Linked DNA regions of Mus musculus: region 2 is linked to region 1. The links are chromatin contacts, called in public promoter capture Hi-C maps. All regions are on one chromosome and are shown on one strand. The core of a region is the stretch at or near the end of the contact, and the rest is flanking DNA. Distances in the headings are between cores, read along the strand shown.

Region 1 (4,936 bases), core at 1,431-3,930:
GCAATCCTGTCTGTCTAAAAACAGTGATCATCATTAGTAAAAGCAGTGTGAAAAACAACTGCAGGCTCAGCTTGAAGATTTCCTTCACGTCATTTTTCTGAACTAACTCTAAGTCCCAAACTAAGTTCCTTAGCTTTCTGTCTACAGAAACTAAAGACTGCTCGGTCTCTCTTGAGCCTTTTCTAAACTGAAATAGCGCTGCTCCTTCCCCAGATCACTGAGAACCCTTTCCTGTGCACCCACATACCTGGACACCCCTGAGTTGAATGTAGTCAAATATAAACCATGCCAGGCAGTGGCACATGAAGAAGACCATGATATCCCATCTGAATACATGGTGGGCTGCCCACCCAATAATTAAACTGGCAACAAAGCATTCTGAAATTGGCTCACAAATTATTGTAGCAGGAAGCATGTTAATTCTCAATTTGGTCCACCTAAAGAAAGAAAGAAACAAACAAACAAAAAGGATTTTAAGACAACAGCCTGCTTACAAAACTAACTGAGCAACCCTCACCACCAAACACCTGCACGGGCACCATCCTGAACCCCACCGGCCACTCTCACACACATGGTCAACCTTGACATGGAAAGACTATCCTCTTTGAAACAGTTTTAATTTTATTTACTTATGTATTGTTAAGAAAGGGTCTCTCCTGTAGCCCAGGCTGGCTTCAAACTTCTTAGGCAGTGAAAGATGACGTTCAGGTCCTGATCCTTTGCCTCTTTCTCCCAAATGTTGGGACTATAGGGTGATGCCACCACACCCAGTGTAAGCTGTGCAGGGGTGGGTGGGTGGGTGGTGACATCCAGGGCTGTCTGCATGCCAGGAAAGCAGTCTATCAACTTAGATACATCCCAGCCTTCCTTTCTCAGTTTGGCTTTTATGAATCTCTTTTCTATTTTTATTTAGTAAATAAAAATATCTGTATATTCATTTACATGGTCTATACTTTGACCAGTTTAGTTTCTATTTCTAAAGTGCTTTAGTTTCAATTATCTTTTTTTTTTTTTTAATTTCAGAATTATTAAAGAAAATTCATTTAGGCGTTCAATTTCTCTTAAAACAGAACAAACTTTTCTGGAAGCAAATTAATCTTTTTTTTTCCCTCAAAGACTATTTACGTAGCTCTGGCTACTCTATTCTAGAGCACACTATGTAAACCAGGCTGACCTTGAACTAAGAGATTCGATGGCTTCTTTATCCCAAGTACTGGGGTTAAATGCATGCGCCATGACACCTGGCATCATGTGCATTTTAAATACACACACACACATATAAAATCATGAAGCACATGCACACATCACACATTCCTTTTATAAAATGATAGTTTATTGATTTACCTGATCATTCTGGATTGAAACTGAGAAATTGAGTACGAACCAGAGTTTTGCATGGCAACTTGAGTAGACATTGAAAACCTCCAACCTCTGAAAATGAAGATAATTATAATATGATCTATGTTTGTGTTGACAGACACATTCAAGCCTGACTGGTTCTGCACTCATTAATCACTGTAAATGTAAGCTGCAGCTGGTATTCAGGGCGAGCCCAGTCCTCAAAGATGAGTGAACTGATGCTCTGAATGCTCTTCAGCCATTGCATCAGCCCTCGGTGGTATCACATTCCAGCCGCAGGAGCCACATCCCCTAGGTTTATAGTGTAAGAAACGTCAGTGCAGCCATTTTCAACATACTCAGTGAGAGAGTTCTCTACTCAACAATTTGCCTCTGACCGATTCCTGCGTGTGTGTTAAACAAGAAAAGTGACCAAGTGGACCGGGTCTCATAGAAGACATTAGGTAACTGTGAACTTCCTAAGCACCATATGGAAGAACTTCAAATATGCTCTTATCAAAAAATTCTTTGTGCCGGGCATGGTGGCACACACCTTTAATCCCAGCACTTGGGAGGCAGAGGCAGACGGATTTCTGAGTTCAAGGCCAGCCTGGTCTACAGAGTGAGTTCTAGGACAGCCAGGGCTACACAGAGAAACCCTGTCTTGAAAAACCAAAACCAAAACCAAAATTAAAAAAAAAATCTTTAAATAAGAAATCACACAGGGTGGTGATCTCCTTTAAACCCAAACGCATTTTCTGTGTCAGAGGAATGCTAAATGATGAGGTGGCTCGTTAGCAAAGTATGAAATAATGCGCTAAGAAATTTCCAAGTTTTGGACTGGAGAGATGGCTCAGGAGTTTAAGAACAGTTGTCACTCCTACAGAGGGCCCAGGTTCAGTTACCAACACCCACATGGTAGCTCATAGCTATCAGGAACTCCAGTTCCAGGAGATCAAATGCCCTCTTCTCACCTCCAAGGGTGCCAGAGACACACACACATATGCAGGTAAAACACTCATACCTATAAACTAAAAAAAAAAAAAAAGTAGACAGTTTCTTTCAAATGATGCTTTTAAAAAAATGCAACTATTGACTTATGATTACACCAAGAGCTTTAATTTTTCTAACTTTCTACCTTCATTCTCTCAAAAGCTTCCTGTCAACCACTTCAAACTACAGCATCTGAAGGAAACGGAGGACGGTATTTGCTTTATTAGCACCAACAGATATTGAATGCGAATGCTCTGCCAAAATTACTAACCTTTGTACTCACTAGCAGAATCAAATAAAACAGCCCAAACCCATGGTTGGAACGGAAAGAGTAAGCCAATTGAATTTGCTGGATACTGAAAATACTTTAGTTCACTTACCGGTCGGCTATTGCTTTGGCCATAAAGTAATCTTCAGCAATGTACTGAGCAAAGGCTATGAGCCCTCCTGCCTGATCTAGCACATCCTTCCTCATCAAACAAGACATCCCCGTCACACATTTGAAGCCAGTTACATTGGCAGAGATATAGGATCTTGGGTGTGAAGTTCCAAAATATACCTGCCCGAGAAAACACAGATGGACATAGTCAATTAGGTTTTGGTGTTAAAACTATGAGGCCTGCCAACTTTCCCTAAAGCTTTCTGTTAAATGCAAGTGATTGAGTGAGCGCCCTGACGTGCTGAAGGAGGAGCACACCCCTGCGCTACTGTAGTTCGGGCAGTGATTTGTCTGGCTGACTACCCAGCTATCAGCAGTACCAAGAAAGTTACCTTTAGAGTGAAAAGCATATTCCCTGGCCAGAAAGCAACCACTATCTTTTCTAAAATCAATACATTAAAAGATAACTCCAGCCGGGCGTGGTGGCGCACGCCTTTAATCCCAGCACTTTCAAGGCAGAGGCAGGCGGATTTCTGAGTTCGAGGCCAGCCTGGTTTACAGAGTGAGTTCCAGGACAGCCAGGGCTACACAGAGAAACCCTGTCTTGAAGAAGAAGAAGAAGAAGAAGAAAAAACAACAAAAACAACCAAAAAAAGATAACTCCAAATAAAATGGAATTTATATATAAAAGAGTATTAACTGGTATATAAAATATTAATGAAATTTAGTGTCTCCTGATTTTACAACATTTGGTGGCATGTGTGTGTGTGTGTGTGTGTCTGTACAAGTATCTATGCATATACACAGAGCATGTATAGGTGATACCAATGTTTAGGAAAATTTTATTTCTTCTTAAAATTGTTTTAAATTCTGTATATTCATGTAAGTCTACGGGGGTAATGTACATCTGAATGAGTTCCTATAGATTGGAAGGTCAGGATCCTCTGGAGATGCAGTTAAAGGTTACTGTAAGCTGCCCATTTTAGGTGCTGAGAACTCAATTCTGGTCCTCTCTGGAAGAACAGAACTCATTCTAACTGCTGAGCCATCGCTCCAGCCCCTAATTTTGGACTTTTTCTTCTCTGTGACACGTTGGAACTGACTACCACCCTACTTGTTAGACCCTTGTTAAAGCCCTATTTACTATTTATATCTCAGATATGCTGCCTTTTCTAGTTACCTTCAAGAACAGAGCAGCAGGCTCCCTTCATCACAGTTATTCACATAGAGCAGAGTAATAGAATTTTACAAGGCAGCTAAGACATGATTCTGCTACCTACACTCAATGCAGACTTCACTGAAGCAATGGAGCTTTCTGTGATTGAACCAAACCTAACTTCTAGAGCAGAAGCATCCATCTTAACCGGCAAGCAGTTATCCGAGGCCACAGCACTAGGCGGGACTAGAGTTCAGTTGAAGGTTTCTTTATCATGCAGGAAGAGTCTTCTGGTTGTATCTCCATTCATTCTAAGTAAAGTAGACTGGGTGCATTCTGGGAAATGCCCTTCATTGATACAGACATCTATGTGCATGTTTCTAAGGTAAAAGCACATGATGGTATTCTATTTTAAAACAGTTACATGTAGTTCCTTTTATCAACCAGATAACTCAAGATTTTAAGACTAACAATCTCTTCCGGTGAGAGAAATATTTCCCAAGGCTGTGTTAAGAAAGAGACCATGAGCTGGGTGGTGGTGGCGCACGCCTTTAATCCCAGCACTTGGGAGGCAGAAACAGGCGGATTTCTGAGTTCGAGGCCAGCCTGGTCTACAGAGTGAGTTCCAGGATAGCCAGGGCTACACAGAGAAACCCTGTCTCAAAAAACCAAAAAAAAAAAAAAAAAAAAAGAAACTGGACTTGATGTGCACCTACAATCCCAGACTTTGTGGAAACTGGTGCTGAGCATGCATTGCAGGCCAGCCAAGCCAGTCCAGTCAAACCGAGAAGCTTCAAGGTTCAGTGAGAGACGCAAAAACATGGCTCAAAATACAGGCTAGCAAGTGACTGAGAAAGAAATACGATATCAACCTCTGACGCCCCCCTACATATATGCACACTCATCCTCCTACATACATGAGCACACATATACGAATGCATAAGAGTAAGAGAGGGGGGGAGATATTAAGTTGCCAAAGGTCAAATCAAAGTCCTAACACTAATGCGCCTTCACCCTCTTAGATCTGTGGCAATTAGAAGAATCAAGAAAATATACAGATGTACGATGTG
Region 2 (4,596 bases), core at 1,156-3,655, 140 kb before region 1:
CGTTCACTGTGATGGGAGCTTGTGGTGGCCGCTGAACTAGAGCAGAGAGCAGCTGGAAGGTAGGGCCAGGCTGTAGCTTACACAGCTGTGGCCTACTTCAGCCAGTCAGGTTTATGTCTGTCTGTCTAGTTTAGTTTTACTTTTGAGATGGGGTTTCTTTGTATAGCCTTGTCTGTCCTGGAAATCACTATATAGACCAGACTGGCCTCAGACTCAGGAATCTACCTGTCTCTCCCTCCCAAGTGCTGGGATCCAAGGTATGTACCACCATGCCCAGCCAGTCAGCTAGCCAGATTTAAGAGCCCCATAGCAATCCCCCTACATCAGCACCAGTCAGGAGTGAGTGTTCAGAGCATGAGCCCGTGGGAGTCAATTCAGACTCCTGCTCCAGGGGCCTCACTCTTCCCAGCACCACCCCTGTGTCTTGTCTTTCAGACTCCGGCACTGTGTCATTTGCCATGCAGAAAAGTTAACTTTCTAAAGGTTTGTTTTTTTTTTTTTTTTTTTTAGATTTTAGGGGCTGGAGGGATGTCTCAGTGCTTAAGAGGACCCCAGTTTGGTTTCCAGCACCGATATGGCAGCTCACAACCATCTGTAACTCCAGTCTCAGGAGATCCAAAATCCTCTTCTGACCTCCCTGGGCACCAAACACTTACATGGTACTCAAACACACATGCAGGCAAACATCATACACATAAAGTAAGAGTAATTCTAAAATTAGTTCTTCATTTTCTTAGTGTTTCTTTTCTACCTAGGATTATAGAACTATTCTTTTATATATTCTATAGTATATTTTTAAAATAAATCTTTTTCCTGTTGAAAACATTTTTTCCAGTTATATCAAGGTAGAAATCTAATATTGCTTATCTACTGATTTGAAGTGCCATTTTTTTCATCTATAAAGTCTCCTGAGAGCCCAGCAGTGGTGGTGCACGCCTTTAATCCCAGCACTTGGGAAGCAGAGGCAGGTGGATTTCTGAGTTCAAGGCCAGTCTGGTCTACAAAGTGAGTTCCAGGACAGCCAGGGCTATACAGAGAAACCCTGTCTCAAAAAAAAAAAAAAAACAAAAACAAAAAAAAAACAAAAAAACTTCTGAGTAGAAAGGCCTGTTTATTGATTCTTCCTTTTCCATTGGTCAGTTAGTTGATTCTTTTGCTAACAGTAAAATGCTTAGCTACTCCAGCATTCTGATTGTGTCTGATATCACTCCAGAGGGGTAAAACCTCCCACAAAACCACAAAGATAGGTTTTGAAAGGGGGGTGTCCCTTTTAAAGTATGAACCATTGAAAATCATAGTACAAGGATATATCTTTGGCTTAATATCAAAACCAATATCTTACAGAGGCCATGACAAAGAAAATTGAGAGATATTCCTATATTTTTGTTTAGGTTTTATTTGCAATTAGGTCTACATGTGTGGGTGTGTGCATGTGAGTGCAGTTCCCTCAGAGGCCAGAGGGGGCGTTGGAGTCCCCTGTAGTTGGAGTTACAGAGCTGCCTAACACTGGGGCTGTTACTTCCAGCCCCTTATAGTTTTATTGTATCTGTTCATGTTCCTTGTGGATTGATCCCTCTCCCCCAACCCCACCCCCACCCCCAACTGCCAGTTTGCTTTTTCTCATTAATCTTTCCAAAGAAATTTAGCAGTGGTTATTTCCTGTGTATCGAATGTGCCAAACTTGTTTCATCTGGTTCTACTTTGTCCTGTGGTTTCCTCAGTCTTCCCACTCATGACGTCTCTCTGTGCATTATTTTCTTTTATATCCTTTAACAACATTTTTTTAAGATTTATTTATTTTATGTATATGAATACACTGTTGCTGTCTTCAGACACACCAGAAGAGAGCATTGGATCCCATTAACACATGGTTGTGAGCCACCATGGGGTTGCTGGGAATTGAACTCGGGACCTCTGGAAGAGCAGTCAATGCTCTTAACTGCTGAGTCATATCAACATTTTTAAAACCTTGTTGTCTCCTCCTCCTCTTCTTCCTCCTCCTCCCCTTCCTCCTCTTCTTCCTTTTCCTCCTCCTCTTCCTCTTCCTGTTCCACTTCCTCCTTCTCCTCCCCACACCATGTTCTTTTCTTTGGTTTTTCAGGACAGTGTTTTTCTGTGTGTACCTCTTGCTGTCCTAGAATTCACTTTGTTTAGCAGGCTGGCCTTGAACTTAAAGTTCTGGGATTAAAGCCATGTGCCGTGCCAGCACATCGGCTGGTGTTTTGATATTTCTATTAGATTTTTCTTACTTGGCATTAGTTTCAATGCTATGTCCTTCCGTTGGGTTTTTTTGGTTTTGTATTTTGTCACTTGGATTAGTTTCCTGTTCCTGGTTTGATAAGTTACTGAAAACCTGGTGGCCTAAAACACCACAGTTGACTGTCACATAGCTGTGGAAGTCAGACACTTGAAATCCGTTTCACTGGGCTGCAGCCAGAGTGTGGACAGGCGCATGTGCCTTTAAGGGACAGAAGGGAGGCTCGGTTTCCTTACTCTTAGTCTTCGGGGTCCGATTAGCTTTGGTCCCACCTTCCGTTGGTTTACCCTGTCCTTACAGCATTATGCCAGGCACAGAGTCTCCCTGCACAGTCCACTCTGGCCTGCCACTCACTCTCCATCACCTCACTCAGTGCCAGGATGCCAGGTGCCTGCCCCCATGCCCCTCCTCCTCTCCTTCCTCCTATTCATCTTCCCCCTTCTGCTCGCCCTTTCTTCCTTTCTGCCTGGTGTGTATGTGTGTTTGTGTGTGCGTGTACATACCCATGCACGTGGAGGCCAGAGTCCCTCAATCCTTTCTGCCTTGTCTTTTAGACAGAGTCTCTCACTGAACCTGGAGCTCACTGATTCAGCTAGACAGACAGATGAATGGCAGAGATCTGCCCATCTCCTGCCCACGCCTACCTGGTGCTGTGGTCACAGATGGATTCACCTGGCTTTTTCATAGGTGCTGGGGATCCGAACAGAGGCTCCCAAGGTTTCACAGCAAGCTGAGCTTTCTCCACCCCACCTCTCACTCCCAATTTCACCTTTCTTAAACACTAATCCTATCAGCTGATTTCTAAAGATCCTTGTTATTCCACTGAGCCTAGCGGATAATCCAGGCTAATCTCTCTGGGTCAGTCATCCCACCAAGGCCTTGTTGGTCCAGCAGCCATCAGTCCCAGGATCTGGGATCTGACATCTGACATCTGTGGGGGTCCATCCATCTGATCTTGCTTTGCCTTGTAGACAGAAAGAAAGCGACTGCCTTCATGGACATCTCTCTGGATGCAGGTTACCAAGCTTCTGTTATCTTGTCTTGTTTTTCTATTGTCTTCGGGCAGCTTGGTATTAGATTTATTCGCTGAGAGTTCCTGGCAGTTACGACCCTTTCCCACTTTCATTGCAGTATTTTTACCTCATTGTTTTTGGTCTAGAATGCCCCGACTAATAGACAAATAACAGCCTGGAGACCAGACATCCTTGTATTGTTGGTAACTTTACAAGAAACTGCTTAATTATTTTACCAATTATTATTTAGCATGGTAAGTTCTAATAAACATGGCTAAACTAAAGGGCTTCTGAGAAGTTGAGTCCTTGTAAACCAGGATTTTAAGTCAGGAGTATATTTATGAATGTGAAAGTAACCATGTGGTCTCTTTTATCTACTAATAGCATCTCAAGTAATGATCATGCATTCTGGGAATAACTTTTTCTTGGTCATGATGGTTTTTTTTGTGAATTACTACTCACCTCTGTTTTCTGATATATACATACAATTTTACATAAAAACAAACCTGGGTGTGGTGACACACACCTCTAATCCCAGCACTTAGAAGGCAGAAGCAGGTGGATCTCTATGAGTTTAAGTCTAGCCTGGTCTATGAATTGAGATCCTATCTCAAAAATATCAAAATAAATAAATTAAATTAAAATTTTGTATGTCCGAGTGTTTGCCTGAATGTATGTATTGTACCATGCATGTTCCTGGTGTGCACGGACATTAGGAGAGGGTGTTGGATTCCCTAGGACAGAAGTTAGAGATGCGTCTGAGGCACCGTGTGTGGATGTTGGGAATCAAACCTAGGAACTCTGCAGGACCACCAACTGCTCTTAACTCCCGAGCCATCTCTCCAGGCCCTATTTGCTGTATTTTTTTCCTTTCTTCTGTGTGAATTTGGCATAGACAGTTTGGTGTTTGGCTTGCCATCCTCTGTACAGCTTAGGTGTTGTGAATCAACACCGAGAGAGTTGGAAAACTTTCTACTTTTTTTGTGATCTCAAACTGGTGGGATCGTACTGTTGAGACTGGCATTATTGACCAGGGATGTAGCTTGGTAGCAGGATGAGTACTAGCACATGTGCGTCTCAGATTGAACCCTAGTACCACAAAAACACAGCAAGCAAGAACATTAGTCATAGCATTAAATATCACTTGCAGTTTGAAGTGTCCAGAGACCTCGGTCTCTTGGGCCATTAATCTCCACCACCGTCTTCCGCTTCCCTGGGAATGGGGTTGTGTCCCTCAGACCCGAGCTTCTTCCATGCCTTGCAGCATCTGAAGTGAGGGTCTGACTTGTGAAGCGGGTTTTTCCTCTCATTGTAAACATGCTTAAC

The links. Capture Hi-C pulls out chosen DNA fragments and counts their contacts.
Region 2: a promoter capture Hi-C map of liver shows a contact between it and region 1. The contact joins two enhancer-like sites. A contact is called at or near these places in 3 of 15 datasets of contacts at CTCF or cohesin (CD8 T cells, the NIH/3T3 cell line and large pre-B cells), 10 of 484 Hi-C or Micro-C datasets (the C2C12 cell line, the G1E-ER4 cell line, LSK cells and 4 more), 5 of 115 datasets of contacts at active chromatin or transcription factors (the HPC-7 cell line, Th17 cells, bone marrow-derived dendritic cells and 2 more) and 4 of 9 other capture datasets (adipose tissue, embryonic stem cells, liver and 1 more).

What each region holds. Positions count from the first base shown.
Region 1 is chr4:59,214,990-59,219,925 of GRCm38.p6, reverse strand. Ugcg (UDP-glucose ceramide glucosyltransferase) reads right to left here. Exons shown (of 9, transcript NM_011673.3): 6 at 2,712-2,890; 7 at 1,345-1,431; 8 at 248-437. Among named protein-coding and RNA genes, the nearest start is that of Ugcg, 28 kb to the right of the region's middle. Within about 2 kb of position 2,680, at least 7 of the 459 cell types and tissues checked have an H3K27ac peak or open chromatin away from gene starts, as enhancers often do. A contact at or near this core is called in liver, where this site is marked.
Region 2 is chr4:59,352,485-59,357,080 of GRCm38.p6, reverse strand. The region is part of intron 10 of Susd1 (sushi domain containing 1); the gene reads left to right. Among named protein-coding and RNA genes, the nearest start is that of Gm35578, 73 kb to the right of the region's middle. Within about 2 kb of position 2,405, at least 4 of the 459 cell types and tissues checked have an H3K27ac peak or open chromatin away from gene starts, as enhancers often do. A contact at or near this core is called in liver, where this site is marked.